Linked DNA regions of Sus scrofa: region 1 is linked to region 2. The links are chromatin contacts, called in public Hi-C maps. All regions are on one chromosome and are shown on one strand. Each heading gives the region's core, a stretch centred on a gene start, on an enhancer-like site or on the middle of the called end of the contact. The rest is flanking DNA. Distances are from core to core; before and after follow the strand shown. Region 1 holds the start of MKLN1 (muskelin). Region 2 overlaps MKLN1 (muskelin).

Evidence for each region. A called contact is a pair of places that touch in the nucleus more often than the background predicts.
Region 1: a Hi-C map of liver shows a contact between it and region 2, with 5 times the contacts expected there. The contact joins the promoter of MKLN1 here to the enhancer-like site in region 2. A contact is called at or near these places in 2 of 5 promoter capture datasets (both in liver), 11 of 47 Hi-C or Micro-C datasets (alveolar macrophages, blood, embryonic fibroblasts and 4 more) and 1 of 2 datasets of contacts at active chromatin or transcription factors (alveolar macrophages).

The regions. Positions count from the first base shown.
Region 1 is chr18:17,830,441-17,833,834 of Sscrofa11.1, forward strand. It overlaps MKLN1 (muskelin), which reads right to left and starts at 2,079. Exons shown (of 19, transcript XM_021078931.1): 1 at 1,944-2,079. LOC106506781 (a long non-coding RNA gene) reads left to right here. Exons shown (of 12, transcript XR_002340361.1): 8 at 3,334-3,394.
Region 2 is chr18:17,741,252-17,744,801 of Sscrofa11.1, forward strand. The region is part of intron 2 of MKLN1 (muskelin); the gene reads right to left. The region is part of intron 5 of LOC106506781 (a long non-coding RNA gene); the gene reads left to right. Among named protein-coding and RNA genes, the nearest start is that of MKLN1, 89 kb to the right of the region's middle. Within about 2 kb of position 1,355, at least 20 of the 83 cell types and tissues checked have an H3K27ac peak or open chromatin away from gene starts, as enhancers often do. A contact at or near this core is called in liver, where this site is marked.

The DNA of each region.
Region 1 (3,394 bases), core at 829-3,328, 90 kb after region 2:
CCAGTCTATAAAATTCCCTGACTTTCAGTCAGCTGACCCTTCCTCAATGCCATATATACCCTTTTATTTTCCATCTAAACAAATTATCTACATCAGAACTTATCTAACTAGTTATATAGCGCTTATCTTTATGATAGTACCTTTGTGATATCCTTGTTATAAAAAGGAAGGAACTGGAAAAAAAAAAAAAAAAGCAAGGCTGTCTTAATCCAGGGACACGGGAGAAATGGTAAAAGAGACAATTAGTACAAAGAAATGGGCTCCTATTTGTCGTGTAGCCTTGTAATCACATTCTGTTCTCTGAGCGCCCCAATGCTAACCCAAGCTTATTTGTGCTTCTGGGGCCTGGATTCTATTCAATTCTATGCCATATTTAGTCTAAATGATTTCCCCAGCTTCAGTGTGTATTTTTTGAGCTTCATTTTAGAAATATCCTACTTAAATCTCCTTTCAACTTGAGTTTGTTTTAGTTCTAAGGCTCAGGAATGAAGATTCTGGGTAAGAGAAATAAAGATGATGAGTTTTTCTAGGCTTTACATTTCAAGAATGGCTTTCTCAAATAGCCACTGGCAGTCTGCTTTATTCCTCAAATGATGACGTTTTCCATGGGAATTAGAATTTAATTGGGATAATTTGTTTTCACAGAAAGCACAGATTTTCTTTCCAAGAGGATCGGTTTGATAATGTTTTACCAGCTAGTGCTATGAGACCAAATATAAACCGGTTCTGAGAAACAGGAAGTGAACCTGACTGGTCTAGTCTGTGTGTCCCTAGCAGTGACGCACATTCAGAAATCAAATTAGGAAAACAAGATATGTGGGTGTGAGGCAATCGATAATAATCCAGGATGCTACAACACAAGCGAGAACGCCTTTAACCAAATGCCATTCATTTTAATAACACCCTGAGAAGTTTGATTTCCACATAACATGCTAGTGATTAGAGAGCAGGATGAGCTTGAGTTCCCTAGCAACAGCATGTGCTTTTGAGACAGTCATTAGCCTTTCAGTTAATCCCGCCAACCCCTTACTGCTAATGTATGACTGACGAAGAAAAAAAAAAAAATGATGTTACAGAAAGTGCTTTGAAATTTCCAGGAGCAAAATGGAAAAGAATAATAATTTTTTAAAAAGTTGTCCTGAGAATTGCATTCAGGTAAAGAGGTAATGTTCCTCCAGCCTGCCTCTGTGGTCACTGTTCTCAGTTCCATGTTTCTGACTCCCCTCCCGGGAAAGGGCTAAAAGGCAGCAGAGGTGAAATTGTTCAGAGTTTAAGGCAGTCCCTTCATGGTCTGAAAGTGGGGGTCAATGGTGGGGCGGGCAGTTTGTGTAGGGTGGATGCCCAGAGAGGGCAGGGTGGGAGGGAACGCAAGGCAGAGTTTTCTTTCTCCTTTAAGTATAATCAATTACTCTGGTTGAAGAAGCTTGGGGAAGGAGAGTGGTAAAGAGAATGAAGCTATTTTTTCTATTGATTGTTTAATTGCACCAGAGGCTGTTTGTCCAAGGCCACTGGCCAAGACCATTATTTTCGTGGCTAAAGTGAGGTTGGGCAGGTTTCCATCCCCTTCCCTAGTTTTAAACAAGACAACCCATAAAGCTCAGCCAGGCTATAGGAATATGTGTATGTTGACTTTTGCTACTCAGCTGTACCCTAAAGCGCCAGGGCTGATGGGCTGGTGGTTCTCAAACCCTGAATCATTCATTGCCTCTAGCTCAGTCCTTGGTTCAGGATGCACAACTCCGTGAAGCCTGGGTCCACTGCAGGGTATTATTTGAATGGTAACTATTGCTGCTGGTCATCCTTATTACAGCCCGGGTTCCTTTCAGCTGGACACTGGGCTCCTTCAGTTTGGCTGGGGTGATTTCTAGTTCTCCCCGTTTCCCCACCTAACCCCCCCTTGCGCGCTCCCTTCCCAAGGCGACCACCTGCGCCACCCCACTTACCATCTGCCCCGCGGGGAGGGCCCCCCGGGGTAGCGGAGCCCTCCCTGCTCCCGGGCGGCTCAGGGGGAACTCGGTGTTTGCCTCCAGCCCTTCGCTACCGGAGAGATCAGGTTCCTCCCCTCCTCCCCCTCCTGCTCCGGCCGCCGCCGCCTCCTTCTTGCATGACACAGCAGAACCGCAGCTGCTGCAGCAAGTCCCAGCCATCCGCCCAGGAAGCGCCGCAACCGGGACTTGGGAGGGGCGGAGGGGGAACCAGGCAGGGGCCACCGTCGAAGGGGATTCTTGCCCCCACTTTGCACCATACACTCTTTTCCCAGCCCAGGGCCACAGGAACAAAATCAGGCTAAAGCCTATCAGGCCAAGCCCTTGAGGAATGCTGGGGTTCGGCGTCAGAAGGGATGGGACCTGAGAGAAGGGTGTGAAGGAGACCCCTGTAGAGGCAGGACATTGCGGGGAAAGAAGGGCAAGAAGAGGCCGAGAAGTCGAGGGCCAGACTGTGAAGGAGAATAAAGGAGGTCAAAGAGAGGTAAGGAGGTAGAGTTGCTGAGAAGGGAGACCTAACTGGGAAGGGGAGGAGGGGACCTGCTGGGGAAGGAGGACTGGGAGGCAGAATGTGGGGAGGCCTGAACTAAGTATCCAGGCAGTGCGGGTCTGAATTGGGAGGCAAAAACAGAAAAGGGGAAAGGGATGGAAGAATTAGGCATTCCATAGGGAGGGAAATATTGGGGGACACATTAAGGGATCAGAGGGAATGTAGTGGAGATCATGCATCATGGCTGATGAGGAAAACTGATGAGGTAGGAAGAGTCAGGGCAAAGCCCAAAGAGAGGATGCTCTTCCATCTCACTCTTCCGTTTCCTGTGAAGTTTCTTTTTATTCTGCCAATCCAACAGGGAATTGTCCTTATAAATGGAAAAGCATGAACTAAAACATAGAAAGAGCTGTTTGGCTTACATTTCCAGGATAAAATCCCAGGGTCCACACAAACTTTCAGGCAGAGATTTGGGATTGGGGGTTGTGATTCAATAACAGGAAGGCACTCAAAACGATGTTACAGTCTCCACACATAACTGGACTTGGTTGGGTCAAAGTGTTTGTTACATGCTTCAGTTAAATGCTAGAAATGACGACAAAGTTTTTGGTCAAAATATCATATAAAGGCATACACTTTTCTCTCTCTACACACACATATGTAAATCCATATGTAATTTCTAGTGTCTACTAGCATGGTCATTATGATTAGAGGAAAATGTGTTGTTCTGATTATTTGATTTCCCACCAAACCCATATACGCATGTTACAGCAGATCAGCTGCTTCTCACCATTTGAAAGAATGTGGTCAGAAAAGTAACACAAAAACTGCCACTATGGTTTTGTCTGTACCTTCCAGGTCGTATCTTCGTACCTCACTTCCTGACACAAACAAGTTTTTACTGTTGTCAGCAACAAAG
Region 2 (3,550 bases), core at 105-2,604:
ATTTTTTCAAAGCGAGTGAGGCTTGGAACAAATAAAAAATGGGGACACCACCTTAGTACTAATACTCAGCGGAGCTTAAATTAGAACCCAAATCTGTCTGACTCCAGAATCCTTTCTTCACTACCGTTGGTTCCTCTCAAGAGCAATTTTTTAAATATTGACATTAAGTTTTCAGAAAGGTTGAAAAATTGATTGATTGTGAAAGATTGATTATGAAAAATTGATGATGTGTTGAGCACTGACAATGGGCCATGCAGGAGGCAGGGCAGTGTGGGGGATGTAATAAACCATCCTCCACTTAAGAGCTGAGTAGCTAGAGCAGGAAGCTGACAGATCAACATGGGCTGAGCAATAAGGCCTCCTATGAGGGGCTGCGTGAGCACTGCGGGAAGGAGTGTTGGTTCTGGTTGTGCATGGAGGACACGGAATGTTCCATGGAACAGAGGAAGATGGCACTTTGAGGAGGCTGGGGAGGGCTCTGCAGCACTGGGACATTGCAGAGTAAGGAAGGAGCAGGGAGCAGGGTAGAAAGTTCAGTGAGGTCAGGGTACGACTGGAATAGTGGAGGGTGAAAGTAGGTTGGAGCCAGACCATGGAAGGCTTTGAATAGGAGCCTGAACTTGAAATGAGGAGTTATTAAACGTTTTTGAGTAGAAGTCAAGGATCCAACCAATCCTTGACTAAAACATCCGAAAGTATCACTGAATCCATCCTGACACCAAATCACAAGTACACAAAGCACATAAAGCAGAAACACTTAGAAAATCAATAGTCTTGATAAAGATGCAACAAAATAGCCTATTTACCTCTGAGGAAAGAGCAAATGAAGGGATATATGCCTGGATCACTGGCTCAAACCCCCCCTGCCCTCTTTCTTCTGCATTGGCCAAGAATGGTCCCATTCTCCTGATGCATGCATAAGACTACCTCATGAACAAAAAGACTTGGGGCAACAAATACAACTCTCCTTCTTCCCCCACAAAGAAAAAATTCCAGCAAAGAAATGAAAATTCCCTTCATTTCCTCCCTTTCTTCAGAAGCCAGTTCGTGAAGATTGCTTAACTCTCCTATCACCTCAGGACACCAGACAAACAGCCTAGAATGGGAACTGGATCCTGATGGCTTAATTGAGTTAAAAGGAAAAGAGTAGATCATCTAAAAGCCTCTCAATGGTTTCAAAGTGCCTCTCCCGTCTCTGAAAGCCCAGTGGCGGTTCTCAGTTCCTCAGTTAGGGAGGAGCTGAATGAATTTCCTAGCACAGAATTCAAAAGCACTGGAAGTCAGCAGTTCTGAAAGACTGCAGAAAGGTCTTGTTTACATTTTTCTCTTGGGCTGAAACCCATCTATTTAAACTTTAACCAGAGGCAATTATAAAACCGTGGTGAGCCAGAGATGGCAGTCTGCACAAGACGGAGAGACAGATGCCAACAGTCTGGCATTGAAGGAGGAAGAGAGGGAATATTTTGAGAACGGAGTCAAGGAAGAACTACAAAGAAGGTTTTGGAAATAAAAAGTGTCACCTAGGCAGCTGTTCTTCAGAATAGGGGGAGAAACGGGGGTGGGGGGGAGACAGCAGGAGGGGTGGGCAGGGAAGACAGCTTAGGCCTCTGCCAGCTGAGGTGGGTAGAGCTGAGGCCATCACCATCCTACCAGTTCACAAGTCCCGTCCTGTAAGAGCTTACTGCTGTAGCCCCTGCTCTTTACACCTTTTTTTTCCCTCTTGGGTCAAAGTGCCTTAACCCAGAGAGTCAGCGACCCTGAGAGGACTGCCTGGAGCAGACACACCCTCTGCCAGGACACAGGCCCTCTTCCCCGAAAGCCAAGCCTCCTCTTCGATTCAGGTTTTCCTGGCAAAGTCCCACCTTGGAGCTGATGAGTAGTCCAGTGACGTCAGAGGAAATACCCCATTTGACAAAGGACCCTGCTATAGTTGCCAGTAAACTGAGCTTATTAGCATGTCCTGATCTGGGTCTTAGGATTTGATGAGTCCTAAAAATAAACTCAGAGAGAAATAGCTGTTGCACCAAAGTGAATGTTTTTACTCTGGATCTGAGAATGTCTGTGGACCTGACATTGACAATACGGCCAGTTTTATTTATTTATTTTTAAATTTATTTTTTGTCCTTAGGGCCACGCCTGTGGCATGTGGCAATTCCCAGGCTAGGGATCTAATCTGAGCTGCAGCTGCTGGCCTACGCCACAGCCACAGCAACACAGGATCCTAGCTGTGTCTGTGACCTACACTGAAGCTCATGGCAAGGCTGGATCCTTAACCCACTGAGCGAGGCCAGGGATCCAACCTGTGTCCTTGTGGATGCTAGTCAGATTTGTTTCCACTGGGCTACAACGGCAACTCCTGGGCCAGTTTTAGATGCATACACAAATGTGGGGAGGTCTACAATCTCCTACCAATCTCTTGGTGTAAATGAGACAGAAATTCTACCCCTAGATATTCACTCCTTTGAGTTTCTTAACTTTTTGGTTTTGAATGCCCTTATTAAGATGCAAATGCAGTACTGAGAGGATAGCCCTTGCCTGAGAAGGAATCACCTAATTTCTTAGGAGGAATTTGTGTTCTGTCAATTCCAGCCAAATTAGCACTAGGGCTCTGTGGGGGAAAGATCCAGGACAGGCATCCTGGAGATGGAGAATGGGCAGAGGCCTTGGAAATTATGAGTAGGGAAGCCGGCAGGAGTCATGAAAGAGGCCAGAGACAAGAAGATCCGCCCCTCAACATAAGTCAGAGTTCGTGTAAGCAGCTGAAAGCCAAGCTCATCCTAACTTTTTGTGAAACTTTCTCTCTGCTCCCATCTCTTAGCAGGGAAAGCCATTTGGGGCACAGCCAGAGGGCAGTGGGGAAGGTCAGAGGATTTGCAGATATTCAGGGCCATGACCATGGTCTCCCAGGGCAAAGAGGCCAAGGTTGTGGGCTTCTCTCCAGACCAGTTTGCTACTCTCAGCTGTAGATCTCTCCTACAGCTCTGAACTGCACTCCCAGGTCCAGCCAATCATCTAAAAAATTCATGATGCTGTTCACAAGGGCCTGGGTGGAGAATGTGGGGATGGCTCCGTGCAAACTCACCCTGACCGAGGGCAGACAGATCCTAGGTAATATTCTTGCTTGTGTGTATATGGGGGGGGGCACTTAATAAGAAGAATAAAACATAGCGTGACTTTTTATTGTTATTAAATATAAGCTGAAACTGTATTTCTTAAAGTTTGTATGAGTAGAAATTGCTTTATTGTACCCTCATCCCTAGAGAGGGAGAAGGTCTGATTCTGAGGTCTTCTGCAGGAGACAGCCTGTGAACACATGCCTGTTAGATACCCCAAGAGCTGCACAGAAATTTCAAAGGGATGCCCAGTACCTACCAGAGGGTGTTATACCTTCGAGGAGATATTTTGTACAATCACACATGAGATTTTCAAGTGAAATCCTGGGGGACTATACATAAACCAGACAAGAAGCACAGTATAATGGTTAAAAGCATGGATTCAGGAGCCAGGGAATTTGGGTTCAGATCCTAGCACTTTTTAGCTGTGTGACCTT